Regions from separate parts of the Mus musculus genome. Here regions 1 and 2 are each linked to region 3. A link is a contact called in public Hi-C and Micro-C data. All regions are on one chromosome and are shown on one strand. The core of a region is the stretch at or near the end of the contact, and the rest is flanking DNA. Distances in the headings are between cores, read along the strand shown.

What was found. Hi-C and Micro-C count contacts between places; a contact is called where the count stands out from the background.
Region 1: a contact with region 3 is called in a Micro-C map of the G1E-ER4 cell line. The contact joins two enhancer-like sites. A contact is called at or near these places in 1 of 15 datasets of contacts at CTCF or cohesin (stem cell-derived epiblast-like cells), 5 of 484 Hi-C or Micro-C datasets (the G1E-ER4 cell line and embryonic stem cells), 1 of 115 datasets of contacts at active chromatin or transcription factors (large pre-B cells) and 1 of 9 other capture datasets (embryonic stem cells).
Region 2: a Hi-C map of the G1E-ER4 cell line shows a contact between it and region 3, with 2.6 times the contacts expected there. The contact joins two enhancer-like sites. A contact is called at or near these places in 2 of 15 datasets of contacts at CTCF or cohesin (large pre-B cells and pro-B cells) and 2 of 484 Hi-C or Micro-C datasets (B cells and the G1E-ER4 cell line).

What each region holds. Positions count from the first base shown.
Region 1 is chr10:21,259,133-21,261,866 of GRCm38.p6, forward strand. No RefSeq gene overlaps it. Among named protein-coding and RNA genes, the nearest start is that of Gm33728, 8.3 kb to the left of the region's middle. Within about 2 kb of position 1,294, at least 14 of the 459 cell types and tissues checked have an H3K27ac peak or open chromatin away from gene starts, as enhancers often do. A contact at or near this core is called in the G1E-ER4 cell line, where this site is marked.
Region 2 is chr10:21,464,036-21,466,735 of GRCm38.p6, forward strand. No RefSeq gene overlaps it. Among named protein-coding and RNA genes, the nearest start is that of Aldh8a1, 88 kb to the left of the region's middle. Within about 2 kb of position 1,251, at least 41 of the 459 cell types and tissues checked have an H3K27ac peak or open chromatin away from gene starts, as enhancers often do. A contact at or near this core is called in the G1E-ER4 cell line, where this site is marked.
Region 3 is chr10:20,968,164-20,970,971 of GRCm38.p6, forward strand. Ahi1 (Abelson helper integration site 1) reads left to right here. Exons shown (of 24, transcript NM_026203.3): 7 at 825-1,010; 8 at 2,686-2,808. Among named protein-coding and RNA genes, the nearest start is that of Ahi1, 17 kb to the left of the region's middle. Within about 2 kb of position 1,383, at least 11 of the 459 cell types and tissues checked have an H3K27ac peak or open chromatin away from gene starts, as enhancers often do. A contact at or near this core is called in the G1E-ER4 cell line, where this site is marked.

The DNA.
Region 1 (2,734 bases), core at 44-2,543, 290 kb after region 3:
GAGTATCCATAAAGCAGTATTTAATTTAATTTAAGATAAAAGGTTTTAAGTGAAATTTATGGATAGAATCTGGTGACCCAATTTCTCTTCTGTTTTAGACACCTCATTTTTTTTTAAGTAGCAAAACATAAGTTGAATTGTTGATTTTTCATAGTTCCACACTCAAGAGGTGAATGACCCTAAAGGGATTCGGTGAACATCATTAAATTACTTTCAATATTTGTGATTTGTGTTTTCCACATGTGACACAGCTTGCAATGCCTAGTTGAATCATCATATAGTTTAAACAAACCATTTTTTCTATCAGGGGTATATATTATTGTATTATTAGTGAGTACATACAGATGTTTCAGAATCACACTCAAGAGTTTATATTATAATCAGAAACTATCAATAGCTAGTTAATGAACAACCTGATGATATCAAAATGTAACCTCTAGGTTACAGATCAGTATTAAAACGCCTGCTTTACATGCACAGGATAAAGCCCCAGGTTCAATCCCTAGTAAAACAACAACAACAACAACAACAAAACACACACACACACACACACACACACACACACACACGCACACCAATGAGGGAAGGATCTAGTATTTGTGGAAGAACATGTCTTCTAAACTATGTCTCTAACCCTGACACACTGGCTTTATCTCACTGGGTGGGAACTGTCACTATGTGCAACAAACTTTCATCATCGTGTGGTGACAATTTCTGTATCTCTGTGATAGCAGGGATAGTCTATTGTACAGCTGGTGACCCATCTTGACTTATGAGACTTTGAACTCTGTAACAATCCATGTGGAAATGGTGCCTTCACCCTGTTTAGAGTTGTCTTTTCTTAAGCTAGCAATTAAAAATTAGGGGTAACTTTTTTTCTCTTCATTCTTTCTGGGTTGGTACTTAGTGGCATATATCTCTGTTTTGAGCTCCTGGGCATTGGGAAGGAGACAGAGAGACAGAGGCTAAGGAAGAGAAAGAGGAGAGGGGAAGGGAGAAGAAAGAGGACTGGAGAGAAGAGAAGTAAGGGGTTGGAGAGAAGAGAAGGAGAGAAGGCAGAGCGGGAGAGGAAGAAAGGACCCTGACAGACCAGGAAGAAAACACTATAATAGTGGCTGTAATCACTGATGAACATGGGTTTTATTGGCCATCTCATAAGCACAGTAAACACGTTTTGTTTTGTTTTGTTTTGTTTTGTTTTGTTTTAAGCTATTTCTGAGTCCCCGCAGTAAGTACAGTCCAAGATGAAGCTGAGCTCATGGCACATGTGCCCAACCAGGTAGGCAGCACTTCTGCCTTAGGTCTGAGTTCCAGTTCCCTTGGGCTCCGGGGACCTGTAGCAGCTAGGCAGGGCCTCTGCTCTGAGACTGAGCCCCAGCTTTGCTAGGCTTTGAGGTTCTGACCAGCTCAGCTTTTGGGTGGTGGTTTCCTGTTGCAGGACATTTGATCACATTGTGAACCCTGGATTGTGAACTGGAAAAAAATGTGTTTCTTGTTGTGGTGTGTCTCAGCCCTAGCATACACCTATAGCCCAAGAGCTTTCTGTAAAGAAGAGCTAAATAAAGTTAACTATAGGTTAAGAGGCAGAGCAAGCAACGGTTGACAGAGAGTGAACATAAGAAAATCCAGGATAGAGGGAGGAGTGTCTTTGAGTTGGAGGGTATTTAAGATAGCATGGAAAAGAAGGAGAGGGAACATTTTCCTTTCGGGATGCTGGTGGAGTAGGAAGGTCAGCTGGGTGTTTTCTCTGCTTCTCTGAGCTAGCAGGCTTTTATCACAGTATCTGGCTCCTATATCTTCATTTTGGTGAATTGAATGTTTGGGATTTTGTTTTTAAAATAACAGTTTCTGGGACTACTCTCCTCTGTGTGGCTTCCATGTTCTATTTTGATTTTTTGAAACTTCTTGACTATCTGACGAGTTTCTTATTTACTGTATTAATAGTTTTCAATGATGGACCCCTTTGTTTCCTGGGTGAGCTCTCATGGTGCCAATGTGGAGCCATAATTAAATTGGCTCCAGGAAGGCATGGAAAGGTAGAAAAAATTTCCTGTCTGCAAGGCGAGAATTTGGTGGACATAGAAAATAAACAAGAGCTTGATGGGGGCTTTGTTTGCCTTCAAACTCAGTGCCTAGGAGGAAGAAACAGACAGATCTCTGTGAGTTTATATAGTGAATCCCAGGCCAACCAGAGGTATGTAGTGTGACCCTGTTAAAGAAAGAAGGAAAGAAGAAAGGAAGGAAGGAAGGAAGGAAGGAAGGAAGGAAGGAAGGAAGGAAGGAAGGAAGGAATAAATGGTGGGTGGGTTACGTTCTTAGATTTCTTAACAAACCTATGCTTGCTCTGCCTCCTCCTTTTACTCGTTCCTGTGTTCGTGGTGGGACAATGAATTTGAAAGCTATTGGTTCAGGGTGACTTTGGTGACCAGCTCCCCAGGTTGAGTCCAGTAAGAGCTGAGAGAGACCCTGTTCACACTCCAAGAACACACATCACTAGAAACCAAAATAAAGTCAAGTTTAATCTTTAAATTGTCATGATTTTTGTCTCCTGATATACTAAAGGAAAAAAAGGAAAGGTAATTCTATTTCTATATCTTAATCAAATACAAGTTTGAAATGAAAAATAAATATAAATTGATGGACAATTACATATTAAGGGTAAAGTTGCTAACTCATTCTATATAACTAAAGGACAAATTCAGGTTTCAGAGATAATAAAAACCCCTGAGCAATC
Region 2 (2,700 bases), core at 1-2,500, 500 kb after region 3:
TATAATTACAATAGACAATGTGGATATGCAAATGTATTTTCAGCAGATAAGTAAGGACAAAACTGAATGACCATAGGGAGTTTCTGGCTTGAAATTAATTTATTCTCCTAAAAATATTTCTTGTTTTACTTAACTGTTCTTTATTAGAACACAATAGACCCAATGTAGACAAAGTCTCACCCCAATCCTGACAAACAACTCATCTTCAGGGGTCCTGTTTTTCTAGCTATTAAATGAAGGGACCATTTTGTGGAGGAAATAGTTCTAAATGGTTAGGGTGAGTAAAGTATTGTGTTTTCTGGAGTCTTGCATGCAGTTGTTTTGCCGTGGTACATAATTTGGTGGAATCTAATTGTATACTGAGGCCAAGTTCTTCTGAATAGCATCTCAGCATCTTCCTACTGTGGTTTTAAATTGCTTTTCTGTCTCATTTCCCTCCTGGCTTCCTCCTGGGCTCTTGCTTCTTTCTCAGTGTTGCTAAAATGTCTTCTCTTGGGGAGATAGAAACAATGTCTACCCTTCCCACAGAGGTCCAAAGGACAAAGGGAGGCATGGATCCACCAAATATTGACTCTGGGGCAATCTGTGAATTTATTAGGCTTACTGACAGAGCAATGGAGTTTGGAGACAGGATCATGTACAGCCTTAAAGCCACCACACTGGAATATCTGTATCCAACATGAATGGTAACTGCCCCTTTGGCTATAGGTGGGACCCCTCCCCAGTCCTTTCCAGTCTATAAACGCCAAGCTCTTCTTTGATGTCATGTGCAATTAGGGCAGACTAGCATACGCCTAATTGGAAGGAGTTGCTGGATACCCAGGTGATGGTCCTGTGACCCTCCCTGACCATCCTTCTATGAGGGACGGGGAAGAGTCAACAAGCCCAGCTGTGGAGATCCTTTGTAAGTTTATACAGGTGAACTTCATGAAGATGGTGGCAGATTGGCTCTGTGGATGCTCTCAGTGAACTCTTGACTCTGGGCTTCCTCCTCCCCATCACCCTGAGATGCTGCACATACTTAAAAAAAGAAAAATAACATCAACAACATATTTTGTTTTGTTTTCCTATCTCCAAAGTTAGGGTCCTGATGTGGGAACAGGTCTGGCCTCTCAAACACAGTGAAAGCAGCAAACACCTGAGAACAAGAAAGATGAGCTAACAAATAAACTTGACCAAGACACAGCTACATGCTTGTTTGCAGCACCGCCCCGGGCAATGTCCGGAATTGAAGCAAGATGCACACAGAGATCGATAGCAAAATGGACACGGCCCTTGAAGCAGATAGTTGCCGAGTCGACCCTGGAAAGTAGCATAAGAGGCTGGGAAACGTGTTAGGCAACGCGTTTTGGATGGCAACCCACTTGAGCTTTGGAGAGCCCGCGAAGATAAAACATTCTGAAATATTAGTTGTCTTGGGAAATTGGGGTACAGAAAAGAGAGCGCTTTTGTATCACAAGATGGCTTGGAAACGGATAGATCGCCACTAGGTGACGCTGTTTCTTCATCTGTGAATCTTTCTTGTCGCATCTCCAACCCCACTCCCGACAGCCTGCAGCTTGGGTCAGTGCTGTCTAAGGTCGCTGCTTGGGATCCATCTTTGCCCTGCCGTGGCTGGAGCAAGGCCAGAATGAAAGACACCTTAGTTTCCCTTGGATTCCTCCGTTGTAAAACACGGGGTCCTGCAATTGGTGATTCTGAAACACTTCTCCATTTACTTTTCTTATATGCATCTATAACTTTAAAATGCTAAGGCTGGGCACGTTCTGCCTTTTTATATAAGCAAACAAGCAGACACTTGCACACAAGTGCCACTCCTCAACCAAATCTCAGTTAGATAATTAGACTGAAAACACACTGGGCAAGGATCGGATGAACACTGGCACACCTGTATGCACTGGCATGTTCTTGAGCTTCCTACACAGTTCCCATGTAAGACCTCAGTTATGTGCTCAGCGAGGGTAGAGCTATGGAGAGTCTTAGAGGTTTCACAGACCGTTCACCAGAGGGAAAAGCTGTTCTGCAACCATACCTCTTTAGTTCTAGAACTTTCTTCTTGGCTCTGGGTCAGCTGGACCCTGGGCTTCCTTGTGTGAGTTATGGAATTTCACACAGGAGTTCTGCTTGCTTAAACCTCTTGTGATCACTGATGGACACGGACACCTAGCTCCGGTGTGAGCTGTTTCCTGCCTTCATCTCTAGCAGAGATCCAAGAAGGGTGGCTTGCTCCAGATGTTTTCCATCCTGTGGTTGTTATGCCAAGGCAAGAATACAGCAGTGGGGCCAATCATGTTGCTGCGTACATTTCTGGGCCAGCGTTCCTTGTCTCTTCTTGATGCTAGTCATTAATGGAGCCTGGATCTGTTCAGTGCAGACAGGCTGTTTTCCCTTGGCCAGCTGGAAGGTTGATTGTCTGCTCTGTCTTACAGGATTTGTAAGAACCAGATGCCCCTTGTAAACAAGATTGCCCACCCGTAGCCTACCATGAAAATGCCACCTCAATAGGAGGAGAGACTTGGAGAAATCTAAAGAAATTTGGCAACATGAATCTGGGATGGGGTAGAGAAAATTTGAAAGCACAGATATTTAAGTCTACTACTTTGCAATCCTGGTTCGTGGTTTTTTTTTTTTTTTCCATTTAAGTGATGTTGGATTTCAACTTTGTCTTTTCTTCATCTAATGTAATGGTAAAAGTTTTAT
Region 3 (2,808 bases), core at 133-2,632:
GCTGCTATACTGTAATCACTGAACTACAAAGGGATGTCACGTTCCACTCCGAATTCACAGTGTACACAGCACTCACTCTCTGCAACATTTCCTCTTCACCCATTAAGTAGGGACAAAAAGCTCATCTGAACTGCTCAGATTTTAAACTTTTTCCTAAGAATCTCCATCAATCTGCTTATCTTGGTTTTTGTTTAATTGGCTTTTTCAATAGACCTTTCAAAGAAGGTAGACTAAAATATTGAAAAATGAAGTGGACAGTTAGAATTAACTTATCTTAGAATGATTTCGAGTCTTAAAGACTGTAAAACATATTATTTTATCCATGAAAACTATGAATGTAGTCTTGGAGCTCCAGCTACTGCGGAGGCTGAGGCAGGGTAGCCACAAGCACAAGACCTGCTTGAGCTCCAGAGTTGAGTCTGGGTAGGCTACCTTCCAGTGGAAAGGAGGAGGGCAACGCTAGGGACGCATCTGTAGTAGCAGACACTTGCGGAGCATATGGAAGACCGCAGGAGATGACTGACAAGTGGGAAGCACGCCTGTGCTCAGTGATGTGTATATTACTCCTTCCCAGGATTAGCTCAGACAAGTGTGTGCTGTCCTCATTGTTTCTGCAGCGCGCCTCCTGGTACCACAGTGTAAGTACTTGCACAGTCTGCAGTCACTTATGCGGAAAAGAGTGCTTGTAGGCAATGTTGGTAAAGCCACTTGTCAAAGAAGCCCAGAGTGCCTAACCCCTAGGCTCATCTGCCTTTTTCTTCAGAAACCTAACAAATCTCACCCTTTCAGAAAAGCTAATAATTTACACAAATTCTTACTTTAAGCTTCTGGGAGCCAATGGGAATGCAAACATCAACTCAAAACTTCGCCTGCAGCTCTACTACCCACCGACTAAGCCTCGATCCCAGCTAAATGTCGTCGAGGTTTTTGAATGGTGGTCCAAGTGTCCAAGAAATCGTTATCCATCAACATTGTATGTAACCGTACGAGGATTGAAAGTCCCGGACTGTGTAAGTTAATAGTGTCTATAAATGTATCTCCTCAGTTGAAATTAAGGATGGCATAATGTATTTTCCATGTTTAAAAATCTCAGTTCTCAGAATTATTTTAACAGATTTTTTGGTTACACATTAAGTTTATAACAGTTGATAGTTAGATGAACTTTAAGTTTTAAAGTAGACTTCATTGTTTAAAAAACCTCTTTTGGCAAACTTTCATATTTTGTAGTTAAAAATAAAAAGATGAAAAGTTGGTCCTGGGAAACCTTTTATTATAAAGGGCAAGAAATACAGTGTAGGCCTTGAGCCAGACTCTGCAGGCTACAGCTACTCCCCCTCAGGTGAGAGAGCAGCCATAGAAACAGTAAGACAGAAGGCCTTCATGTGTGCAGGATATCTTTATCTGTAACAGTAATGGAGCAGATGTCGCACATGGGCTGTCCTTGCAGACCTCTGGGTTGCATTCTTCACACTGGAGTCATTCAGATAAGCAGCAGTAGATCGCATCTGTACTGCTGCTGCCTTCCGATAAACATTACGAATGATCTCATCATGAAGGATCCGAAGATGAAGCTTTTGTCTTTTTAATATTAACCTTTCAGGTGAGCTTCACATTCCACAGCTGCTGTCATGTGCTGTGAGCACAGAGCTGATTTCCATTCGTCTAAATGGAGTTAAATAAAATATATCAGGGGATAGATTGGTCTTTTTTTTGTTTTGGTTTTGGTTTTGGTTTTGGTTTTTCCGAGACAGGGTTTCTCTGTGTAGCCCTGACTGTCCTGGAGTTCACTCTGTAGACCAGGCTGGCCTCGAACTCAGAAATCCACCTGCCTCTGCCTCTGCCTTACTGGGATTAAAGGCATGAGATAGATTGTTCTTTAATCTCAGATTTTTTTATATTAGTTTTGTGATTGTATCTAAGCCAGCAATATCATGTTCTATCAGAGCCATAGCATAGAACTAGGCAGGTATTTGTGAAGAGGTAGACACAGGGGACAGCTATCAAAAACACTTTGTGCATCCGGGTGTGGCTACAAGCCTGTTACCCTAGCACGTGGGAAGTGGATTAGAGAACACAAAGCCCACTTCATACACAGCAAGGTCGAGGCAGCCTGAGCTACCTGTGACACTCTCTCAAAACTAGAACAAATAATGTAATAACAGTAAGAAGTATAGCCATTTTTACTATTGGAGTCTACTATTTTTTTTTCCAAACTTTTAAAGCTTTGTGATTATAGAAGCATAGTTCAAATAGCTTTTATTTACTTAAAGTATTATACAAATGAAAACAAAATCTGGCTGTATTTTGAAAAGTTTCCATACCATTTTTCAGTATTTTCATTATATTTTGTTTTGTCCAAGACAGGGTTTCACTGTGTAGTCTAGCTGTCCTGTAACTCATTCTGTAGGCCAAATCACGCTGTCCTAAAACTCTCAGAGATGCCCCTGCCTCCTGCAACTGAGTGCTGGGATTAAAGGTGTGTGCCACCACACCAGGCTCTGTCACAGTACTGTAAAAACAATAAGAAGGAGAATCAGCTGTGACAAGCCTCGTGACCTCCACTTGACCCCATGACAGGAGTGAGCCAGTTCCCACAAGTGTGCCATGGCTTGTGTGTGTTTGTGCACATGTTTAATTTAACAATTGAACATGACGTTCATTTTCTCGTTTTCCACACATATTTAGATAAAGCCATCTTACCGCTCTATGATGGCTCTCCAGGAGGAAAGGGGTACACCAGTGTACTGTGAACGTCACCGTGAAACAAGTTCCGTGGACACAGAACCTGGACTAGAAGATTCAAAGGAG